Regions from separate parts of the Mus musculus genome. Here region 1 is linked to region 2. A link is a contact called in public HiCAR-type data. All regions are on one chromosome and are shown on one strand. Each heading gives the region's core, a stretch centred on a gene start, on an enhancer-like site or on the middle of the called end of the contact. The rest is flanking DNA. Distances are from core to core; before and after follow the strand shown.

Region 1 (7,007 bases), core at 4,352-6,851, 970 kb after region 2:
TCAGTGAAGCACTATTTGTAATGGTTTAAAAAGGAGAGAGAGAGAGGGAAAACTATCTATCGGGAGAGTAACTACATAGTACACATATACAATGGTGTAGTGTACTGTGGACCTAGTTGTGAGTGTGTATGAGTGAGTGAGTGTGACATTTGAATTACATGACATCATACCTAGCTTTTTATGTGAGTGCTGAGATTAGAGCTCAGATCCTATGCTTGTATAATAAACTCTTGATCCACAAAGCCCTCTCCCCAGTCCCTACTCTAGAACTGTTAAAGAGAACGAGGTTCAATAGGATTACATATCAGTAATCCCAGCATTTAGGAGATGGGAGCAGCAGCAGCCTGGACTATATAGAAACACTATCAAAAACCAAAACCAGGAGGCTGGAGAGATGGCCCAGTGGTTAAGAGCCCTTAGTTCAAGTCCCAGCAACCACAATGGTGGCTCACAGCCATCCATAATGAGATCTGATGCCCTCTTCTGGGGTGTCTGAAGACAACTATAGTATATTTACATATAATAAATAAATAAATCTTTGGGCCAGAGTGAACGGGACTGGAGAGAGAAGAAAAAGTGTCTGAAGACAGCTACAGTGTACTTACATATAATAAATAAATTTTTTAAAAATTTAAAAAAAACAATAACAATTCAGAAAAGGGATGAAGAGAATGGTATGTATATACATACGCAATGAAGTGCATGCATACACGATGAAATGGAAACAGGACTATTGCACTCTATTACAAATTTTGTGGTGGCACACGCCTTTAATCCCAGTACTTGGGAGGCAGAGGCAGGCGGATTTCTGAGTTTGAGGCCAACCTGGTCTACAGAGTGAGTTCCAGGACAGCCAGAGCTATGCAGAGAAACCCTGTCTCGAAAAAAAAATTTAAAGAGCAAATTGAAGAGTAACATATTGTATAATCCCCTTTAGGAGTGTGTGGGAGGTGTTTAAACAAGATAAACCAGGGCTGATAAGATGGCTCCGAGGGTAAAGACACTTGCTGCTCTGCTGCCCATCTGAGTCTGATCCCTGGAACCCAAGTAGAAGTAGAAGAAAAGAGCCAGCTCCACAGATTGTCCTCTGGTCACCACAGCACAGCAGGGCTCTACACACACACACACACACACACACACACACACACACAATAATAAGTAAATAAATAAAATTTAATTGATAAGTAAATCTTGGAGAACTGTTCCCCAGACCATTCATATTTGTTATCAGGGGAACCATGTTGCCAATATGAGTAATATAATGAAGACATTGGTTTTGGTTTTTTGGTTTTTTGGTTTTGGTTTTGGTTTTTTCTGAGACAGTATAGTGTTTCTATACTATACTGTATAGTGTCCTGGAACTTACTCTGTAGACCAGGCTGGCCTAGAACTCAGAAATCCACCTGCCTCTGCCTCCCAAGTGCTGGAATTAAAGGCATGCTGGACAAGACATTGGTTTTTGTAATTTCTGTTTAAAGAAAACACTTAGGGGCTGGAACAATGGCTCAATGGTTAAGAGCACCGACTGCTCTTCCAGAGGTCCTGAGTTCAATTCCCAGCAACCACATGGTGGCTCACAATCATCTGTAATGGGATCCGATGCCCTCTACTGGTGTGTCTGAAGACAGCTACAGTGTACTCACATGCATAAAATAAATAAATAAATCTTTAAAAAAATAAAGAAAACATTTAATAGTTTAAAGAAAAGGTTCAGAATTAAGCTGCAGTTCAAATGGCATGTTCAGCATCCCTTTAGGCTTAGCGAGGGGAAAGTATACTTTACCTGAATTTCTCACCGATAACTCGAAGCAAATACCCTTGGCTTTCCTTCTAGACACTGTTAGTTTTGGTTGTTGTTGTTGTTGTTGTTTTGTTTTGTTTTTGACACTGTTAGTTTTAATTGTCAGAATCGTTTCTGTGTAAGGAACCTTGAGATTCATTTTTCATAGGCAGACCACGTTTTGTAAATGAAATGAGATTCTCATAATGAGGAGAATTGTTCTTCTGGAAGAGTCTGTGCCTTTTTGTCGCCACTGGGAACTGTCCAGGTACAAATTAACATTTTAAAAGACCTCAAATTGTTCACCCAAGCAGCTCAATTATTGGTCGCTCTTTTACAACTTGGTTTGCTAAAAAAGAAAAAAAAAAGAAAAAGAAAAAAAGAAACCCACATTCAAATTGGATCGCCTCCACCCCAGCTCTTCAACACACAGGTATTGTGGACAAGAGGCCGCTTTTTGACTACAAACCGCCTTATTCATTTAGAATAACTTCATTCATAAGGCTCATTGGACAGCTAGTCTGTGCCCATCACAGGCATCACAAAGGACTTTGCCTACCTTGTCATTAATTCCTAAGCAGCTGTGTGTTAGTACCCTCATTTAACAGATAAGCAAACCAGGCTCTAAATGAAGTTACTTGGGCAAGATCACACAGCTAGTAAGTGGGGAGCTTGCTGGGAAATCTAACGCATGGAGTAAACAAAGGTGACTAACCATGGTTCTTTTACGCAGTTTTTGTTTTGGTTACATTCGTTTTCGTTTTAAAAGCCAATGAGTGTTCTGAAGTTATAAAAATAATAGCATTCCCTCCCGGCTTACATCCTCTCTGAGTTTAACTTCACTGTGCCGTTATATGAAACTTCTCTAGCTATTTCTATCGATCTGTCACCAGATTTTTAGATGTTCCTTAGAACCAACGTGTAGCACTTCGGTGTTATTCAGATACCGCCCCGCCCCCCCCCCCCCCCATTAGCTCCCCGGGTTCTTTTCTACCTCTACCAGGAGCCTTCTTCCTTCCACAGCTTGACAGCTCTTATTATGCTTTTAGGCATAGAATCAACCCATTGTGGCTCACTTTGATCCGAACACGCCTTGTAGTGACTTGCGGGGCAGGGCTGAGAGACTCGGTACCGGGGAGTCGCGGGAGTCGGGAACACACTGCCGAGCCGCCACCTGCCCTCCTGCCTGCACATTTCCTTTGAGCAGAGCCTTTGAGGGCTGCGAAGCTGGAGGAGTTAGGGTAAGACAGTGAGGGCAGCGCTTAGCTAGTTAGGAGGTGAGAATCTCCGCCACGCCAGGGTGGGAAGAAAGGGTCAAGTCTGAGGTGAGGATGGAGATAGGTCCTAGGTATAGAAGAGGGTTCCAGGTCTGGTGTGAGAGTGGAGAGAGGATCAAGATGGGAGACAGAGATCAAGATCTGAAGTGATGAGAAGGATTCATGTCTTAGAAAGGCTGAGGGGAGGTCCTGGGAGGATGTGTGGGTCTTCAGTGATGGATTGGTTAAGACTAGAATTGGAAAAGGGACCCAGGTCTGAAGAGGGGTGGGATTGAGGCTGGGGTGAGAGAGGGATCTAGGTCGGAGGTGGGGTGGGAACGGGAGCACTAAGACTGGTGGAGTCCGCACTGGCGAACGGACAGGTCTTAGTTAGCTGGGTGTCGCAGCTCCGGGTGCAGGAATGGAACCGATGCTTTCCTCACGGAGCAGGCACCGCCCTAAGGAAGTCTCCCGCCGGCCCGGGTCCGCGACTGCGCTCGCGACAACAGGACCGGGTCACCATCCTCCCGCCTGGCCTCAGCTCCCTGATCCTTCTCCGAGCGAGCGACGGACCGGCCTCTGCCCACCACACGTTCCTTGTGAAAGCAGGCCGTGGGCGGTGCCCGGGCTTCAGCCTTCCCAGAAGCCGCTTTTCCTGGGGCTCTTGAGTTGAGGAGAGCACTCCCTGCCGTTTCCCCCAAAGCAGGTGATTATGAAGTCTTCATCAATCTGAAAGGGGGTTCAAGACTGCAGGAAAACTCTGTCTTTACGGAGAGACGAGCGGAGTCTGGTTCCCACTAAGTGTGGTATTGTCGCTGGTCCCTCGCCAGTTCTGCTCTTCATTCATCTTCTTCAATTCTCCCCCCAAAGGGCAACTCAATTGTGGGCTAAATAAAACTTTAATTTACATTATTATGGAATCAAAGCTACTGTTCACGGTGTCCCTGTGTAGTATAACGCAGCGGTATTTCCTTTACCAGCCTTTTGTTTTTCCCGGGATCAGTTATTATGAAATGTGGTTTATTAAGCTTTCTATGTACTCATGATCCATTAATGTCCCCTCTAATGCGCTGTCCGAACTGTAAATATTCACAATGTCTTCCTAATACGATCGTGACTGCGGAACGGTTGAATAGGAAGCCAATTGCACAACTGTTGTTCTAGGGTTTCTCTTCACTGTCGTCCTGGGATTTCAGCTCTTGTGTGAGTCCCTTGTGATCTGGATTCTGTATTTATTTTTCCTTTAGTTTGGTAGGGCACATTCTCCAGTAACTTTCTGAAAAGGGGTAAGATGATAAAAAAAAATTAAAGATCTTAATTGTCTCAAAATTTCTTTGGTTGATCACCTCACTTGATTAATGTGGTAATTTGTCTGATTATATGATTCTTTTTGCTTGTTAGGTTTTGGTTTTTCAAGACAGGGTTTCTCTATTTTTGATATTCTGAAAAGGCAGGAAGACATGCCTTAATGTGTGTCTTTTCATTCATTGAGCTGGGTAGCCCGGCTCAGTTTAGCTAGGTTTGGGTTTAGTTCTGGAAATGTTTTTGTGTTGCTTAGTTTCCCTTCACATTGTTCATTCTGTTTCTGTTCCAGCTTCATTTCTCTTGTTGTGATAAAAACACTCAGACAAAAGCAACTCAGCGGAGACGGGATCTGCTTTAGATGGCAATTTCAGGCTGCATGCACAGTCCATTATTGTGGGGAAGTCAAGGTGGCAGGAACTTGAGAACAGCTAGTCTCAGGCAAGGGGGGGAGGGGCAGGAAAAAGGGAGAGAGAGAGAGAGATGTATGTAAGCTAACTTGCATTCAACACCCTCTCTAAACTTACATGGTCCTCAAACTCCTGGCCTAAGGAATGGTACTACCCCCAGTGGCCTGGATCTTCACAGAGAATCAAGATAATCTCCCACAGGCCAACCTGATCTAGACAGTCCCTCACTGCGACTCTTCCCAAGTGATTCTATATTGAGTCAAAATGACAATTAAAAGTAATTATCACAGGCTGGTGAGATGGCTCAGTGGGTAAGAGCACCCGACTGCTCTTCCGAAGGTTCAGAGTTCAAATCCCAGCAACCACATGGTGGCTCACAACCATCCATAACGAGATCTGACTCCCTCTTCTGGAGTGTCTGAAGACAGCTACAGTGTACTTACATATAATAAATAAATAAATCTTTAAAAAAAAATAAGGAACCATCACAATCTCATCACACACACACTCCACTCACCTCTGCATCTTGCAGCAGTAAATCTCCAACCCAACTATGCCCTGGCAATGATAACACAACTCAGTTTATTTGAATACATGCTGTGAGCCTAGATTGGGCAGATCTACTGCCACACTATTCTATGAGACCCCTTAGAACTTGTGGTTTCTCCAGGCCATGTGCTTCTGCTCCACTTTTCTTCTTCCTCCTCCTCTCCCTCTCCATTTTCTCTATCTTCTCTCCCCCTCAACCTTCCCCTCCACCTTCCCTTTTATCTGCCCAATCATCAGCTCTCCTTTATTTTACAAATTAAGGTGGGGTGCAGGTTTGCAGGAAATCCCCTGAGTGCTGACTCATTCCTTGTTCACAGCCCCTCACAGGAATTAACATCAAATATGATCAGCCCCAGGGCTGGCAACAGCATCTCTGCTCTTTCTTTCTAAATTCCAGGTATTGGTATCCTGGAATGTCCAAATCATTCTCTTCCTTTCTTCTTTCCCCTCACACCCCTGGATACATTTATTTTTTAAATCCTTCTACTCTTCCAGATCGAACCATTTATATAGTACTTTATACTAATATTTTCAACAATGGTATGTATGCTAGTCAATGCTCAGTCACCACCTGGCTCTTTTTGTTGTTAGATTTTTAAAAATTTGTTAAACCGGGCAGTGGTGGAGCACGCTTTTAATCCCAGCACTTGGCAGGCAGAGGTGAAAGTATAACAAAGTAAAAACAGAATTCTAGGCCTTTAGGCCCAGGCTTGGGAATGTGGCCTTTGTAAAGGTATGCTAATCATAAAACAGATAGGGACATTCCTCTACCGACCCGCTTCCTGGGTTCAAAGAGTGTTCATTCAAAGAAAGTCACCCTGACCATTGCTGGAACCCGCTATGCAAATGTGCTTTTGTTAGGGGCTCTTAGAAACTGTTTTGAGAAATAACCCTCACAATTACCAGGTATTCCTCGTGGTGACTCTTGTAACTTTGCACTTCCTTGTGACTCTTTCCCCCCCCCCCCCCCCCAGACAGGGTTTCTCTGTATAGCCCTAGCTGTCCTGGAACTCACTTTGTTGACCAGGCTGACCTCGAACTCAGAAATCCGCCTGCCTCTGCCTCCCGAGTGCTGGGATTAAAGGCATGCGCCACCACGCCCGGTTCCTTGTGACTCTTAACTGGTATTTTTGGTATTTTCCAACAACGCCCTTCCCACCTCCTTGAGTTGTGGTTTCTTCCTTTAAATACCCCCTTACTCGGGGCACCACGGTCCTCTACCCCTGCGTGGTGTATGACCATGGGCCCTAGAGCGCTCTTGAATAAAAAAATCCTCTTGCAGTTTGCAGCGAGACCGTTTCTTGTGGGTGATTTTGGGGTGTCGCCTCTCCTGAGTCAGAACGTGGGGGAGTCCTCATGTTGTGGGTCTTTCAGAGGCAGGCAGATTTCTGAGTTCCAGGCCAGCCTGGACTACAGAGTGAGTTCCAGGACAGCCTGGGATACACAGAGAAACCCTGTCTCAAAAAAAAAAAAAAAACCACCAAAAAAAAAAAAAAAAGAATGCTCAGGAGAATTGGTAAAAGTGTTTAGCTTTACACTCAATCCCTTGAAACCACATAAAGGTGGAAGAAGAGAACCAGTACACAAAGCTGTCCTCTTGTCCTCTTCCCTACACAGTGTACTGGTTTTGTGTGTGTGTGTGTGTGTGTGTGTGTGTGTGTGTATGTGTGTGTGTATAACACAAGGTGCAACATGTGGATGATTTTTAAC
Region 2 (6,503 bases), core at 702-3,201:
TTATTTATTATTATATCTAAGTACACTGTAACTGTCTTCAGATGCACCAGAAGAGGATGTCAGATCTCATTCCGGATGGTTGTGAGCCACCATGTGGTTGATGGGATTTGAACTCAGGACCTTCGGAAGAGCAGTCGGTGCTCTTAACCACTGAGCCATCTCTCCAGCCCCCTAAGCTATTTCTGATTGGTAACTAAAGATGCCAGGAGAGACATAGATGGGGTTTAGGTTTCCAGAGCTTGGGATTGGAGGAGAGATGAGGAGGAAGAGGAAGAAGGCAGGAGAAGCTGCCATGAGTTAGGGGTCAAGAGAACGTGGCCCTTAGGGTCGCTCAATTGGATTTAAGAACAGTCCAGATGAAACATAATAAGTAACCCTCAGGGTCATCAATAGGAAAATAGATTCTGATAGCGTGGAGAGTAGAGCTGCCCAGGTGTTGTGCTGTTTTAAGGCTTATTGTCAATATAAGTCTTAGGCCTTGCTTTGTCTTTCACCCAGGAATTTAAATGGCCTAAGGTGGGGTAGAAACCTTAGGCCAGCCAGGATTTAAATACTTTCTACAACATTTACCCCCTGAGCCACTTTGCTGCCTCTAGGCTATGGCTCTTCTGAGTCCTGCCGTGAAAAAATATTGAGCATTAGTTACACCTGGGAGGAGTGCAAGCTGACTGGGAAGTGGCACAGGGGACCCTTCTGAGGGGAGGACTCCCATCAGTGAGAAAGGTGTTAATCACACTAGGCAAGAACAAGACCATTACCACCTTTTATAAAAAAAAAAAATTTTTTTTAAAGATTTATTTATTTTTTTTATGTATATGAGTACACTATTGCTCTCTTCAGACACAGCAGAATTGGGCATCAGATCCCATTACAGATGGATGCGAGCCACCATGTGGTTGCTGGGAATTGAACTCAGGTTCTCCGGAAGAGCAGTCAGTGCTCTTAACCACTGAGCCATCTCTCCAGCCCCAAGATTTATTTTTACTCATGTGTACAAGTGTTTTATCTGCATGCATGCCTGTTTGTGCAGCGCCCATGGATATCAGAAGAGGGTGTGAGATATCCTGGAGCTGGAGTTAGGGACCCTTGTGAGCAACCATGTGGATGCTGGGAATCAAATCCAGGCTCTTTGCAAGAGCAGCAAGCTATTAACTGCTGAGCCATCTCTCCAGCCCTAATATACACATACATGTATGCAATGTATTACAAATTGTGTAATATATTGCACATACATGTATATGTATGTATACACACACATACACGCACAGATCTTGCCCCACCCTCCATCACCACAAAAACCAAAATTCATGCCTTTCTGTATATGAGCAGAGACAGCAATGACCTAGAGCTGTCATCGTCTCTACTGTTATCCCATAATCTCAGAGAGGATTAGCCATAACCCAGAAAGCACCTAGTGAGGGACTGGGGGCCAGATGCCTGCAGGCTGACAGTCAGGGGTAACATGTGGGGCTCACTGCGTCACTAGGACAGGCTGTCCTCTTTCTCACTGCCCCCAGAAGCTCTTCTTCCAGCTTTTGGTTTGTGGGGACAGTGTATCATTCTGAAGCCCTGGATAGCCTCACACTCATAGCAATCCTCCTGCCGCAGGTTCCCAGCTGTGCCTCTTTTGGTGTTTACGTCTGTGTCTTGTACTCACTGGGCAATGTTTCATTCGAATGTTCACAGGGAAATCAAACCACTGTCACAATGTTTGAGCCCAATTTGAAGCAAGCTTTATTAAATACTAGCCAGGAGGATGGACACTAGCTAGGCCCATACCCAGGATTTCCAGAGAATGGCCACAAATGATGTTAGTAATTTTGGGCAGGTCAGGAGACTCCAGGTCCAGTACAGCATGAACCTGAAGTTCGGTAGGCCCAGCCTTCCTGCCTGAACAGCTGCTGAGTCATGCTTCTTGCCTGGGGAAATTGAAACTGATCCTGTGGGAAGCAGACACCTGGAGGGGTGTGGCGAAGGGAGCTAAGATTCCCTTACAAGGCAGAACAAGGACATAGGCTCATCAGGGTCTGCCCTTTGGTTCCCTCTCCAATCCTCCCTCCTTCTGGGACAAGTCTACAGGGAGAACCGGATGCTATGGAGAACTTCTTAAGGATATCAGCTGATTTCTGGGAATGGAGTGTGGGGGAGGGAACAGATGAAGCAGCTGCGTCAACTCTCCCCACCTTGAGGCTGTAACAAGCCTTAAGCAAACACATCAGCTGTAGCTAGGAAGGGACAGTTAGCACAATGTAGCTCCAGCCGCCTCAGCAATTGCAACCGGGCTGTGTGGTTGTAGGACATGGCTGGAAATTGACATTTTCTCACTGTTGTCCCCTCCAAGCTACACATTTAGGATGCTGTGAGGGCTAGGGTTTTGCTTTAAGTCTTAATTACCAAGCTTAAAGATCTATAAAACAAAAACCTCTCTAACTCATGAGCCCTGCTTGCCCAGAGACAGATAACTTCCTAGAATACTGGACACTGTGGCTCATTGGAAGATAAGAAGCCATATCATATATCTTTACTTCTGAAAGCAAGTCGGTTGGCCCAGCTGCACAGGATGTGTTTGATCAGATGTAAGCTGTAGCTGCTGAGGCGGGACGCACATCAGGATGTATGTTTGCCTCCAGTTGGACAAAGGCAGGAAGTATGTAGTCCTGTGGGGTTTGTCTTTATAAGCACCCGACTAACGTCATTTGTGGCCACTCTCTGAGAATCCTGGGTATGGACCTGGCTAGTGTCCATCCTCCTGGCCAGTATTTAATAAAGTTTGCTTCAAATTGGGCTCAAATGTTGTGACAGTGGTCTTATGCTCACCTGATTGGGTCAACAATGCATCTTAAAGAATGACTCATGTATCCAGCACAGACGACCATAGGTACTGGGTGCCAGGTCAAGGTTAAGGTCAGGGAGAAGGCCAGCTCCGGAGCCTCACAAGCCCTCCAGGAGTCTACTCTACCCATGAAGAGTCTCTGCTGGAGGGAGCGCCGTGCACAGTTCTCCCACCCTGGGATTAAGGGGATCTTTCCTTTCAAGGGGTAATAAAATAGAATCATTTGGGTTGGGCGTTATGGTGATGGAAATTACTACCTGCTGCGAAGGAAGTGAGTTTGCTCCAGGTCTGAGGAGAGTCTGTGCATGGAGCCTTGGCAGTTAGGTGAAACCAGGCAAGCATTCTAGTCTCAATACCTCTGTTTTCTCACTGTAAGTCAAAACTGGTGGCAGGTCTACTTCCGAAGGGGACTGGGGGTTAAGGAGCAGCTGGTTGTCAGGCGCTCAGGCGGCGGAGTGGGCATGCTGGGTTTTCTGTCATTTGTTTTTTCCTGGCCTGGCTATGGTAGTAAGGTGGTCTTCTGAGAAGGGTGGGTCTGGTTAAGCATAGATAAGTGCCTGCGTGGACAGGACAGCTCGCTAAGATGATGGTGACTGATGGGCTCTGTACAGACATGTATGTGCACACTCCTATCTCCAGGTAGCAAGGCAGCTCCCAGGGACTGCAGAGCACAGGTGGAGAACAAAGTACAGGGCCAGTTACACTGGAGAAGACCCAGGCCCATCCAGCAGACTCAGGGTCCAGGCTAAGGAGTCTCAAGTAGGACAGAGGTATGCTTATTTTAGAGGGATCCTTGGGTGACAAAGAGGAGGGTGTGACTAGCTGGAGGAGGCTGGAAGGTGAAGAGCACCCATGGAGCTGTGTCCTGGGAAGTCCTTGCCCGGCACAGAGGTGGTATCTGTGTGAGGAAAGGCTGGTTCACAGGTGTGAGAGGCATGGCAAGTGCAGCTGCAGGGAGAGAAGGTCATGGTACAATATTAACTGCACCGAGACGACATGTGTGATATGAAACCTGATCCTGGCAGATATCCAGTCTGCACTGTGGCCACGAGGACCCTGAAGTCCTGTCTCTAAACACATTCTATTCTTTTTTTAAAAATAATTCTATAAAGATTTATTTATTTATTATATGTAAGTACACTATAGCTGTCTTCATACACCTCAGAAGAGGGCATCAGATCTCATCACAGATGGTTGTGAGCCACCATGTGGTTGCTGGGATTTGAACTCAGGACCTTCGGAAGAGCAGTCAGTGCTCTTAACCACTGAGCCATCTCTCCAGACCAGCACATTCTATTTTTACTGGCCAATTCTATATGAGTGTGTGTGGCCCTGAGGTCCCAATAGAAACACAGGGGCATGCAGGTTGGAGGACAGAGGATCAGCATCCAGATGCCACCAATACACACTAGACATGTTTTGTGGATTTGTTTTGTTTTGATTCAGGTTCTCACTATATAGTCCTGACTAGTCCAGAACAGGTAGTATAGCTCAGGCTGGCCTCAAATTCCCAATGATCCTCCAAACTCCATTCCCTAGTTTAGATGTATACTTACTATGCCTACCTCTTAAGGAACAATGGCAGGCTGGGGAGATAACTCAAAAGGCAGCCTGGTCATGAGGGTCTGCATTTGAATCCCAAGAACCCAGGTAAAAGCTAGAACTGTGTCACAGTGTCTGTAATCTCAGCGCTTCCATGTTAAGACAGGAGAACTCGGGAGCTCAGAGACCAGCTGTCCTGGTGTGTATAGCAGAAAACAAACAAAGCCTGCATCAAACAAGGTAGAAGGCAAGGACTGGTACCTGAGGTTATAAACATGCAGATACACACACATGCACACATATAATATACACACAATACTCATACACACATACATGCAAACAATACACAAGCATATACACACTTGCACAAACATACATACACACATACATACATACAAACAAATACACACATACATACAGATACGCACAAACATAATACACATATATTGTATACATATACATGCACACAGATACACACATTCACACAATACACACACACATACATACACTGTGAGGGCTAATACTGTGTTTTAAGTTTTAATTACTGTGCTTAAGAGAACTATGAAATAAAAGTGCCCTCTAAACTGTAAGTTCTACTTGCCCAAGGACAGTTAAACCTGCAAGCCTACTTGCCCAAGGACAGATAACTTCCTAGACTGCTGAGAGTTGTTCATGTAAGATAACAAGCAAGCATTTTCGCTTCTGTGAACAAGGTTGGTTGCCTTAACTGCACAGGATACGCTTGATCACACGTAGGTGGGAGTTGTTTAGGCAGGAAGTACGTCCCCAACTGGATGAAGGCAGAAGTAGCCTTGTCAGTCATTCTCGGGGATCCTAGGTATCCTCCTGGCCACTATTTAATAAAGCTTGCTTCAAATTTTGCTCAAAAGTTGTAGTAGCATTTGATGGGATTAATAACACACATGTGCACACACATACATGCAATACTTGTATATGTGTGCCCAGGAAATGGGGCCGGGGAGATGGGGAACTCTAGCTTAGCTCATCGGTAGTGGTGGTTGTCTGGAAGTGTCAAGAGGCCTTCTATGAGAGATTAAGGCTGCGGCTTTGTAGGTGAAGGCCTTTTCCATGCTCCCCACAGTAGTTTCGATGGGAGGGACAGCCCATGTTTATCCATACTATTTACTGACTGCGTTTTCCCACCCCGAGTGGTGTCTCAGCACTTCCCTATAGACCAGCACCTGACGACATAGGGAAACACAGTTTTAATCTCTCCTTCCTACACCCCAGCGGCGGGGCAGAACACAGACCAATAAATATACATACACACACACACATGTACACACATAAGTATATGTGTATACATACATATATACACATACACAGTCATACACACACACACACACACACACACACACACACACACACACACACCACTGAGAGGCCAAACCTACTCCATCTTGGAACTGGCCTTCATCTTAAAGAAAAAAACAAATGCCTGAGAACTTGGCCTGCAGATGAACCCAAGCTGCATCTACATACCAGGAAGTACCCCATGGCTTGTCCTTGGCCAGAGTTACTCCCTAGCTACTTCCTAGCAACAGCTAATCAAAGATTAGTCTGATTATTTCAGATGTACTTTCAGACCGTTTGTAATTATATACTGTCTTGCATCAGAGCAACCACCTGTCGGCTTATAACAGACATTCAGTTAGATGCTAGGATAGACTCCACCTCACTTTCATTTTCTATAAAACCTCGTTTTGATGAGAATTCAGGGTTGCTTTGCCAAAAATCGTCCGTATGTGTGTATGTGTGGCCAGCAGTGAGCAAACCCAAACTTGAGTTTGTAATAAAGAGACCCTAATGTGATTACATCGTAAACAGCTCTTTGGTGGTCTTTTGGGGTTCACAAGCGCTTTGTGGCACAGCAACAAAAGTGTGTTCAAAAGGATTTTAATTAAGAAAAAAGGTACAAACCTAAATTCCAGGAAGACACCTTAAACTTGATGCTCTTAGCTTTGGGCTGGAGTAAGCATAGACTGTGAGATTCATCACTGGGAAACACTCTGTTTACAGGAAGGCCCAGGCCAGGGCACTTTGCGTAGGAACTTGGTGAAATAAACTCTGTGTGTGTGTGTGTGTGTGTGTGTGTGTGTGTGTGTGT

The links. HiCAR-type assays count read pairs that join an accessible place to other places.
Region 1: a HiCAR-type map of embryonic stem cells shows a contact between it and region 2, with 7 times the contacts expected there. The contact joins two enhancer-like sites. A contact is called at or near these places in 2 of 39 promoter capture datasets (the C10 cell line and hippocampal neurons) and 3 of 115 datasets of contacts at active chromatin or transcription factors (embryonic stem cells and large pre-B cells).

What each region holds. Positions count from the first base shown.
Region 1 is chr11:79,970,825-79,977,831 of GRCm38.p6, forward strand. Gm30875 (a long non-coding RNA gene) reads left to right here and starts at 2,171. Exons shown (of 2, transcript XR_388888.4): 1 at 2,171-2,213; 2 at 2,830-4,354. Within about 2 kb of position 5,602, at least 7 of the 459 cell types and tissues checked have an H3K27ac peak or open chromatin away from gene starts, as enhancers often do. A contact at or near this core is called in embryonic stem cells, where this site is marked.
Region 2 is chr11:79,000,665-79,007,167 of GRCm38.p6, forward strand. No RefSeq gene overlaps it. Among named protein-coding and RNA genes, the nearest start is that of Lgals9, 19 kb to the left of the region's middle. Within about 2 kb of position 1,952, at least 150 of the 459 cell types and tissues checked have an H3K27ac peak or open chromatin away from gene starts, as enhancers often do. A contact at or near this core is called in embryonic stem cells, where this site is marked.